Linked DNA regions of Oryctolagus cuniculus: region 2 is linked to region 1. The links are chromatin contacts, called in public Hi-C maps. All regions are on one chromosome and are shown on one strand. Each heading gives the region's core, a stretch centred on a gene start, on an enhancer-like site or on the middle of the called end of the contact. The rest is flanking DNA. Distances are from core to core; before and after follow the strand shown.

Region 1 (5,288 bases), core at 1,154-3,653:
GATTCAGGGAGCTGAGTTCTAGGGGAAGGGAGTCCTGGAAAGCTTCCCTTCCCAGAAGCCCCGAGATGTGCGGCAGCCCCGCACACGCAGGCACTTGCATCTTGCCCACCCTCGCTCCCTCTCCCTCTCCCTCTTTCTCTCCTGTGCAGGGGCGTCACAAACGCTGCACCTGAACTAGGGTCCAGAGCTTAAGAAGGCCACGGGGGCCTGATCAGGGGATCTGAAGAAACTCCATCTCACACAAGCAGCTAGACTGGCCCAGGCGCCCACACAGCAGAGCTCAGGAGACAGGCATGGTAGCAACCCCCTCCCCCAAGCACGGCAGCTCTCTGGGAAGGAAGACACGACACCCCGTGGGCTTCGTTCTGCTGGTGCAGAAACATGGGCCCCGATTCTGAAAGGCCCCAAAGTGCTCTCTGCACCCCTAAGTGGTAGGATGAAACATTCAAAAACTGCTGTAAATGTTTGGTCGTTTACTTTGTACAATACACAAAGTACTGCACAAAACAGGGACAGGGAGGGGATTCTGAAATCAGGAAAGCAACAATGACGTGCTAAAATTCCATAAGACGGGGACAGTGCTATGGTGTAGCGGGTAAAGCTGCCACCTGTAAGCTAGCATCCTATATGGGTGCCGGTTCGAGTCCTAGCTGCTCCTCTTCCAATCCAGCGCTCTGCTATGGCCTGGGAAAGTAGTAGCAGATGGCCAAGTCCTTGGGCCCCTGCACCCATGTGGGAGATATGGAAGAAGCTCCTGGCTCGGCTTCAGATTGGCACAGCTCTGGCTATTGTGGCTATCTGGGGAGTGAATCAGTGCATGGAAGAGCTCTCTCTCTCTGCCTCCCAAATGAATAAATAAATCTTAAAAAAAATTCCAAGGCTCGGGGCCAGCATTGTAGTGCAGTGGGCAAAGCCACCACTCGTGACACCAGCACTGCTACCTGTCAGCACCAGCTGAGTCCCAGCTGCTCCACTCCAGATCCAGCTCCCTGCTGATGCACCTGGGAAAGCCGCGGAGGGTGGCTCAAGTACGTGGGCCCCTGCCACCCAGGTAGGATACTCGGATGGAGATCCATGCTCCTGGCTTCGGCCTGCCCCAGTCCTTGTTGTTACGCCATTTGGGGTCTGAACCAATGGATGATCTCACTTTCTGTCTCTCCTTCGGTCTCTATAACTTTCTTTCTTTCTTTTTTAAAGATTTATTTATTTATTTGAAAGAGTTACACAGAAAGAGGAAAGGCAGAGAGAGAGAGAGAGAGAGAGAGAGAGAGAGGTCTTCCAATCGCTGGTTCATTCCCTCAACTGGCTGCAACAGCTAGAGCTGTGCCGATCCAATGATGCCAGGAGCCAGGAGCTTCTTCCAGGTCTCCCACGCAGGTGCAGGGGCCCAAGGAATTGGGCCATCCTCTACTGCTTTCCCAGGCCATAGCAGAGAGCTGGATTGGAAGTGGAGCAGCCGGATCTTGAACGGGTGCCCATATGGGATGCCGGTGCTTCAGGCCAGGGCGTTAACCTGCTGCACCACAGCACCAGCCCCATATTCCTTTCAAATAATATAAATAATCTTTTAAAAATTTTTCTTAAAATTGGGACCTTAAACTTTACAGAAACAGTGTCAGAATGAGTTTCTCTCCTGCTGCTGGCTAAGAGTCGTCAGTACCAATGGGAAAACTGAGGCGCCACGCAGACACACAGGAACTTCCAAAGGCAGCTTCCTGAAACAAATTCAAGGCTGTTCCTAGAGGCTGAATGGGGGCTTCTGGGGGAGGGGAAAGTCATGGTGCAATTCTAAAATACCCCACTAGGTGGCACTGGTGCACAGGCAGGCGTGAGACGCGCAGGCTGAGTTTTCTAACCAAACGGTTCTCAACTAGGGGTAGCTGACGCCAGGCAATGTCTGGGGACATTTTTGGTTGTCACAACCAGAGGGTGCTCTCTGATATTCACTAGAGACCAACGGCGCTGCTGAATATCCTACAATCCACAGGACAGTCCCAGACTCCAAGGAACTAGCTGGCTCAAAACGCCCATAATGCTGGAACCTAACCCTGCTACCGATAACCATCACAGCACAAAAGCCCCCAGTGCAGCAGTGTGTTGACCAATCGCACCAGCCCTTGGTCTGCCCCCTCAGGCCTCCTGCCCAGTGAGGGGAAGGCGCCCCCTTGAGGTCGCCCTGGTCCTCAGGCATCACCTGCCCTGCCTGGGGTGGGTGCTGAGGCAGGCGGGCTTCTGTCCCCCACCCCCATGAGGAGTGCCTAGTAACGGTGGCAGAGACACTAACACAGGCAGCCCAGAGTGAGGGGGGAGGGGTGGCATCAAGTGACCCCAGCACCAGCACCAGCACCGCACCGTGAGCCTCACTGCTGGCGGCTGCACTCGGCTAAGCAGCTACCACGGCAACCCCCTTCAATGGGCCATTGCGGTAACCCTGGGCAACCTCCCTCAGGCTAGGACCAGGCAGTGTTCTCAGACGCTGGGGACATTCCTTGGGTGCACAAACAGTCCTCTCAGGGCCGCAGAGCCAGGCCCCAACCTGTCTGCCAGCCCTTTGGGGAGCTGGGTGGGTCACCCTCTTGAGCTGCTCAGGGCACCCGAGAGCCTTCATCCCTCAAGGCGGGCCGGGGGTGGGGGTGGGGGAGCCAGCCCCCTGCACAGCTGTGTCCTACTTGCCCGAGGCCGGTAACCTGCCTTGGCCTCGCAGCTGCAGCCCTGGCCCTGCCCAGCAGCAGTGTCTGCCCCAAGCCTGTCTTGTCTGACACCAAAGCTCCAGCTTTGTTTGGGCTCCTACCCGTACAGAGGGTTTTATCTTTCTTTCTTTCCCCTCCTCCCTCCTAGAGGCAGAGGGAGTCATACACACAGAGTTCTTCCACTGCTGTTCATTCCCCCAAATGCCCACGAGTTCCAGGAATGGGCCAGGTTGCAGCCAGGAGCCAAGAATCCAATCCAAGTCTCTCATGTGGGTGGGAGGGGCCCAGTCACTTAAGCCACCGCCACGGGGTGTGCACTGGCAGGAAGCTGGAATCAGGATCAGGAGCCAGGAATCAAACCCAGGCACTCCAGTATTAGATCGGGGCATCCTAACCCACTCAGAGTATCTTTTTCTATCCTTTCTCTTACAACTTTTTTATGTCTGAATCAAATGCATTTCCCTTATAGATAAAATATGGTTAATTATGTTTGATGTTTTCTTTTTTTTTCTTTTTCTTTTTCTTTTTTTTTTTTTTTTTTTTGACAGGCAGAGTGGACAGTGAGAGAGAGAGAGAGAGAGAGAAAGGTCTTCCTTTTGCCGTTGGTTCACCCTCCAATGGCCGCCGCAGCCGGCACACCGCGCTGATCCGATGGCAGGAGCCAGGTGCTTCTCCTGGTCTCCCATGGGGTGCAGGGCCCAAGCACTTGGGCCATCCTCCACTGCACTCCTGGGCCACAGCAGAGAGCTGGCCTGGAAGAGGGGCAACCGGGACAGAATCCGGCGCCCCGACTGGGACTAGAACCCGGTGTGCTGGCGCCGCAAAGCGGAGGATTAGCCTAGTGAGCTACGGCGCCGGCCTATGTTTGATGTTTAAACAATGCATTCTGCCAGTCTCTGCTACTGCTGTGGTAAAATGCATCTCACTGTCAAGGGCTCAGTTTGACGGCATGATGTCCACGCACCACGGTCCAGTCCCAGACGCCTGAGTCTCCCAGAAGGAAGTCCCTGCCCTCAGCCCTGGGAACCACGGACGCATCTGTGTGTGCGGATTTGCCTGTTCTGGATGCTTCATGCAGCGGGAAGCACACAGCCCCTGGTCCTGCTGTCTGGCTCCTCACTCAGCACCGGGAAGTGGGGAAGGTTCACTCACACTGCTGTCTGGCCTCTTGCCTGGTGTGGGTCCCGCCCTGGACAGACTGGGTTCCTGCAGGGAAGGGGGAGGGAGCCTGGCACTGCTGGGATCACAACGCACGTCGGTTTCTCTGCTCAGGCCAATCTCTGAGCAGCAGTAACAGCAGCTCCAGACGGGGCACCTGGAACTTGGGCAGCTATGTGCTGGCACTTCCCACGCATTTTCTCACTCAGGGTTTGCTCCTTCTTCATATACTTAAGAGGCCGAGAGACAGAGTTCCTATCCACTGGTTCTCTCTCCCAGATGCCCCCAATGGCTGGGGCTGAGCTGAAGCCAGGAACTCAACCCAGGTTTCCCAGTGGGCGGCAGGAACCTAAGTACTGAGTCCTCACTGCTGCTCCCAGGTATTCATCACAGCAGGAAGCTGGAGTCAGGAGCTGGGCTGCAGGTGTCCCACCTGGCACCTCAACTGCTAGGCCAAATACCTGTCCCTCACTTAGTATTAATTTTCTGGCCAGGGCTGATTGGGCTGGTGGGGGGAGATGAGAAGGCCTGGGGTCATGCAGCGATGCCGTTCTCTTGCACAAAAATTATAACCTTAAAACCCAGAGGCTGGCAAGTGGAAGTTTAGAGGCACAAGGGCTATCTTCTGGCCTGCAGGATTCAGGAGCCTGTCCAGCTGGGCCCTGCTGTCCACCCATCATGGCCTGGACATTCAGGTGTTCCTTGGCTCCCGACAGACACCCAACACCCTTCAGCTAACATGCTTTCTCTGCTTGAGGCGCATCTTAACCAACCCAACCAGGGATGACTGGATCAAGTAAAGACCAGTCCACACAAAGAAGGGAGTGAAAGGAACAGAGCCCCGACACCCGCCCCAGCCTCTGACACCCGCCCCAGCAGACAGGATCCTTGCGGACAACGCGCTCAGTGAAAAGAGCCAGGCTCAGGAGAGCACACAGGGGTGACTGCCTCTCTGCTGAGTGTCGAGACGGGCAGCGCTGACACACAGGAAGTAGACTGCTGGTTGCTGGGGCTGGAGGGAGGAGGAGCAACTGGGAAGGCAGGGGTTTCCTTTCACGGTGACAAAGTTTAGAACTAGATAGAAGTGGCAGTCGGAACACTGCCATTGGATGAAATATCACTGAACTGTTCACTTGAAAAAGTCGACTGCGGGCTAGGCATCGTGGCACAGTGGTTCAAGCAGCCGCTAGGGATGCTTGTGTCCTATGTTGAGGTGCCAGTTCAAGTCCTGGCTGCTCCACTTCCAACCCAGCTTCCTGCTCATGTATCCTGGGAGGTAGTTATTGATGATGGCTCCAGTGCTTGGGCCCCTGCTACCCATGCGGGAGACACATGGAGTTCTGGGCTCCTAGCTTCAGCCTGGCACTGTGCTGGCTGTGGTAGGCATTTGAGTAGTGAATCAAGAGATGAAACATCTCTCTCTCTCTCCAAGAGGATAAA
Region 2 (5,288 bases), core at 1,924-4,423, 210 kb after region 1:
GACCTGGCAGCCACCAGACCTGTCAGTCCAGCACAGGAGACCCGTGACTAAGGCCAGTCTGAGGCTCCCGGGTGCCCTCGGGGCAGTGGGAAGTCCCATCTGTCAGGAGAGGGGTCATCTGGCAGAAGACACCTGTGGCCCCAGGGAGCTATGTGGTGGCTGCGGCCCAGCTAAAAGTGGGCCAGTCCAGGTGCCACTGTTGGCACGCGGCAGGTGTGATGCCACTGGGCTGGACCCAGACACCTGGCCTCCTCGCCACCCTGTCCCCACCCACGGCCAAGCACCCAGCTAGTAAGGCCCTAACCCTGCAATTAACCCTGAATTTGCCAGCAAAACACCTTAGTCACCAGGGGAGCTGCCAGCTCCAAGCCACCTGGGCCCAGAAGGGCTCTTGTCTCTTTTACAAAAGCTCACTGCACCCTGCAGCCCACCGCTCACTCAACTCAGGGTTTTTGGCCACTCGGGCAGAAGCAGGCCTTGCTGGGTGTGTGAGCTGATCGATGGGTCGGTGAGCCCTGGTCTGAGACACGACCCTGCCCCCCACAGCCTGCACTGCTGCCCAGCCAGGCTCAGGGCCCAGGGCCCAGGGCCAGGGCCAGCAGAGGCCCCAAAGACTGCCCCAGCCCCTCCTCAGTGTAAGCCAGCTCCCTCCTCCCTCCTTAATTAAATCTCTCAGGCAGCCTCCAGGAATGTCAGAGCCTTATTGCATTCCCCAGGAGTCCAGTGGGGGCTGTCCGCAGCCTTGGAAAAGAATTGGTCCCTTGCCTTCCCCCACCCCAAAACCCCCAAGCCCCCCAAAACCGAGGTGGCCTGAAGGAGCCTCCTGCAGCCTCCTCACACCCAGCGTAGCTGGAATGAGGAAAAGCGGGGGAGGCCGGAGGGCCTGGACGGTGAGGGAGGGAAATCAACCAGGCTGACTCTGGAATGTGGAAACCGATAAAAGGAAGGAGGCTGCGCGGCTGCCCCTCCCGGTGCAGGGCTCCCCAAGCACCCCCGCCCACCCCCAAACAGTTCTGCTGCAGTCACGTGCCCAGACACACGCCCACGCCAGACACACGCCCACTGGCCGCGCTCTGGCACAGGCGCGCACGCCTGCACACACACACACACACACACACACACACAATCTCTCTCTCTCCCCCACCCTCCCCTTCTCCGAGCACTCACGCAAATTCCACAGCCGTGAGGGGAGCTGGCTTTCTTGGCAGTGCAGAGCCTTGGGCTCCCCAGTCTAAGGAGGGGCTCCGAGGAGAGCCAAGCGGCGCTCCTGAAGGGGTCACTAACCCGGGGAGGTAGCCTTGCTGCCCTCCCCATGAGCCTGGAGCCTGGCGTTGGCCGGGGACGCCTCCGCTCAGAGCGGAGCTGTTTGGCTGGCCTAAGGGGCAGCTACCTCCTGGGCCCAGCTGGAGCCCTGCTTCCCTTGTTGGTAGGGCTGTCTCGCTCAGTAGTGGGGTGCACTTGAAAAGTCCCTCCAGGGACTTAATTCTCTTAGCCTTAACTCTCTTGTCCCAGCTCCGCCGCCCACCCCAGGGCTGCTGGTGTGGGTGTCAGGGGCAGCAGCTGGACCCATCACACCCCTCTCCTGCCCTGAGGGGCCTTCCTGGAGTGAGCTCAGATCTGGGCGGTGTGTAAGGCACCCCTCTCCCATATCCAGAGTGCGAAGAGTGGCGCCACGGGATGGTAGTCGGCCACCCCACCCCCATGTGACCCTCTGGACCCACAGGTCTCTAATCTGCAGCAGTGGGGACAGGCAGTGCCCGGGCCCCCAGGCTGGCACGTGGGTGCTGGTCCTCCCTTGCCGGGCTGGGAGAGGCAAGATAATGGCCTGGAGGGGATCCAGCGGGGCTGCTCATTTCCAGAGCCCTCTTCCTGCCTCTGACACTCTGTTTACAGAAGCTCGGGCCGATTCCCCAGGGAGAAGACAGTAAACTCTGGGGACTGCAGGCCCCTCCCCCACCCCCGGCCCCAGCTCTGCGGGGCCAGCTCCCATGGACCCTGCACGGGGGCACCAGCCTGCCCACCTCTCCATGCATGGACACCCTGGCCCAACCTTGTCAGAAGGGACCTTTGAGCTTGGTCCTGTCCACAGTTGAGGAGGCTCTTGTCCTGACGGATGGGGACCGTGGGTCACGGTGTCTTGGTGCCTTCCTCCAAGCCAGGGGAACAGCCAGACCTCCGGGGCCTCTACCCAGCAGATCCACCTCTGGGCGCCAGCAGGAGAGGCGGTCAGTGGCCCTAGCGTGGTAATTGTTAACCAGCGGGGGTGAGGCAGAGCGGCTGGCACCAATGGGCAGGCTTGTCAGTGACCACAGGGTACCCCAGCAGTCCTCGGGCCCCTGTGCTGCCAGCCCAGGGACACAAAGGACTAGGCTGGTTCCAGGCCGCTAGGTTCATAAGCCAACCCAAGCGAAGCCCCTGCTCCAGCACTGGCAGAGAGGGGTCACCCGGACGCCTGCAGCCCTGAGGGCCCCTGTTCAACCGCGCTCCCTCCAACCTGGGCGACGGCATCAGATACCTGCCGGCCTTCCTGCCCCTCCCGGGGGCTGCACGTTTGCGGCCCCCTCCTCTGTTCTGAGTGACAGGGGTCCAGAGGACTCTGGGCAGCTTGCTCTTGCCAGGACCCCCGGACAGTCTGACCCCAGGAGGGAAAAGTGACCCAAGACTGCGGCTTCGCCATCCCCTCAAAGAGGTCTGATTCATAAAACGGGTCCTGCCGGAGGGCCCAGCCGTGGGAGGAGGAAGCGAGGGAGGGGGTGTTTATTTTGTCTGCTCGCAGCCTTGCGGGCCGGTAAGCCGCGGACACGCACACCCTGGCCGGCCGTGGGGCGCCCCGGGACGGCCAGGGCAAGCGCACAGGGGCGGCGCGCGCGCCCGGGTCCGCGCAGGTGGCTGTGCAGGACTGGGGCCGGGGTCCCGCCCTAGGTGCGTGTGCGTGTACGTGTGCGCGCGGGGGGTCCGCGCGTGACTGTCGCGTTCCCGGCGTCCCCGCCCGCAGCCGCCCGGCCCCGCAGACACTCACCACGCAGCAGCGGCGGCGGGAGCCGGGCGGGGTGGCCGCGGCCTCAGTTCTTCCGGGCCAGCCGGGCCCGAGGGGTCCGGGGTCCCGAGGTAGCCGCGCTCGCGTCTCCCCGCCCCGGGCTCGGGCTCCGGAGTCATCCCGCCGGGGGCGGGTCGCGCCTTAAGAGCCGGGAGGCGGGGCCCGCCGCGAGCGGGGGCGGGGCCTCCACGCATTGGCCGGGGAGTGGGCAGGGCTTTGCCTAGGCCCCGCCCCCTCCCCGCGGACGGGGGTCATTGGGCCGGGCTGGCCTGGTCCTCACCCCGCCATCTCCTGAGCCCGGTGAGAAGAATCTGGCCTGGCCTGGTGGTCCTGGTCGCGAGTCTGGAGTCCCGGGCTCCAGTCTGCCTGCCGCTGGTTAGCTGAGTGACAGCGGGAGGGTTTCTGCGTTGGTGTGAGGAGCAAGTAGATGCTGAGCGCAATGAAGAGTCACGGCCCAGGGAGGTGCAGGCAGGTGATCACGGCGGGGCTCAGGCACCTGAATTTTTAGGGGAAACCTCTCTGCGTGTTACTGTTGGTAGCTGACCCCGATTTCAGGAACTCCTGGGCCGGCCTCTAAGCCCACCTAGGCCCACGCCTGGGTTTGGGGTCCTCGTAGCCAGGAGGCAGGAGACTGCAACGCAGTAAGGGAGGTGACTGCACAGGACCTGCAGTTCCTGGCAGCTTCAAGTTCAGATTGTGCCCAGGGGGTGGGGCCTGGGCTGCAGTTGACAGGAGCCCATCATCGGGCAGTAAGGGCATGTGCCAGGGGCTGGACTAGCCCATAAAAATCCCCTGCCTTAGACGATTCCAGGAAAATGCTCTGCTGCCCCTCCCCCCAGCACGCACGCACACACACACATACACACACACGCACACCCCTGTCTGCTCATATTTGTGGTCAGTCAAGCCTCAGAGCCTTTGGGGACCCAGCTTGGCTCCCGACTTCCGGAGAGCTCTAGATACTTGTACCCCCCCCCCCCCAGCCGGCCAGCAGCCAGGGTTTTGGCTGGGCCTGCTCCCATCTTTGGGTGCCCAGGAGGCTAGGCCGCAGCGGGGGGTGGGTGGGGGGGAGGCGCTGCATGGTCCCTGGAGAACTCTGCTGCTTCTAGAATTCAGGATGGCCTCTCTCCAGCTGTCCTGAAGGCGCTAAGGGGGGTCTGGCTGGGATGGTCACCTTCTAGGTGACCCCTCCCCAGGACAGGGGGCTCCACCCCTCCTGGATTGGAGCCTGTGCCTTGCCAGTGAGTTTCCTTCGGTCTGTGTGAGGGTTTCTAAACCTTTGAAGCCATTGCCAACCTTGAAACATTAGGTGGTTTCACATTGTGTTGAACCAGAAGTCTTGGCTAAGGCTGGGTGGGAACTGCCCTCTCTGGGTCAGGGTCCGGCTTCCAGGTCAGCCCAGGCCCCACCACTCCCTGTTGTCTTTCCCACTCACACGAGGTTCTAGACTGGTCCCGAGCAATGTGAGTTTGGTCAGTGCCGCGTGGCTGCTGGTGAGGTGAACCCGTGCCACATGTCCTCTGAAGCCATCGAAGCACCAGTTGCCTCACTTTCCCCGGGACACAGGACATCCCTGCCGGCCCGGGAGCCTTGCACCTTTGTGGCCAGTTCTCGCTGATGGAGACACCCCGTTGGCGAGAGTCTCCACCTCCGGTCCTGCACCCTGGGTTCACACCACCCCACCCACACAGAAGCTCAAGGGGCGCTTCCAGGGGACCCCTCTCCAGGTTGTCCAGCCTTGCCTGGCGCGGTTTCAAGGAGTCACCTCCTGCTCTTGTAAGCTGGTTCCCAGGAACTTCTGTGGGGGGTGCAGCAGCCTGGATGACGGGCAGATCCGAGGGGCCCAGGCTGCTCCGGACCGGGGGCAATGCCGGGGGTCTGGGCAGGAGGGAGGAGCCAGTGAGGTAGCCTTGAAGCTGCTTTCCCAGCAGGTGTGCTGCAGGCCCTCCACAGCTCACCAGCGGCAGGAGTGTTATCGGGGGGTTGGCACCCCCACCCCTCACAGGGCTGCCCCCCCCATGCACGCCATGGCAGCACCAGCGCTCACCACCGCTGGCTCCGTGCCAGGTTGGGACTCACGTGCTGCATTCTAGACCCAGATCCGGCTTGGCTGTCTTTATAAGGCCTGGGGTCAGGCCCGTGCCAGCCTCTGGCCAGCCCTTGACGCTGGGTGCCGTGACCCCGTGTCCTGACCCGTGCCATGTTGTGGAGGGCAGGGTGCTCCCACCTGGCAGAGCTGCCCAGATGGCTC

Evidence for each region. Hi-C and Micro-C count contacts between places; a contact is called where the count stands out from the background.
Region 2: a contact with region 1 is called in a Hi-C map of an unstated tissue, with 3 times the contacts expected there. The contact joins the promoter of VASN here to the enhancer-like site in region 1. A contact is called at or near these places in 2 of 6 Hi-C or Micro-C datasets (ear pinna and an unstated tissue).

Annotation. Positions count from the first base shown.
Region 1 is chr19:31,027,823-31,033,110 of mOryCun1.1, forward strand. All of the region lies in intron 2 of C19H16orf96 (chromosome 19 C16orf96 homolog), which reads right to left. Among named protein-coding and RNA genes, the nearest start is that of CDIP1, 34 kb to the right of the region's middle. Within about 2 kb of position 2,404, at least 1 of the 8 cell types and tissues checked has an H3K27ac peak or open chromatin away from gene starts, as enhancers often do.
Region 2 is chr19:31,241,323-31,246,610 of mOryCun1.1, forward strand. VASN (vasorin) reads right to left here and starts at 3,174. Exons shown (of 2, transcript XM_051836286.2): 1 at 3,020-3,174. All of the region lies in intron 9 of CORO7 (coronin 7), which reads left to right.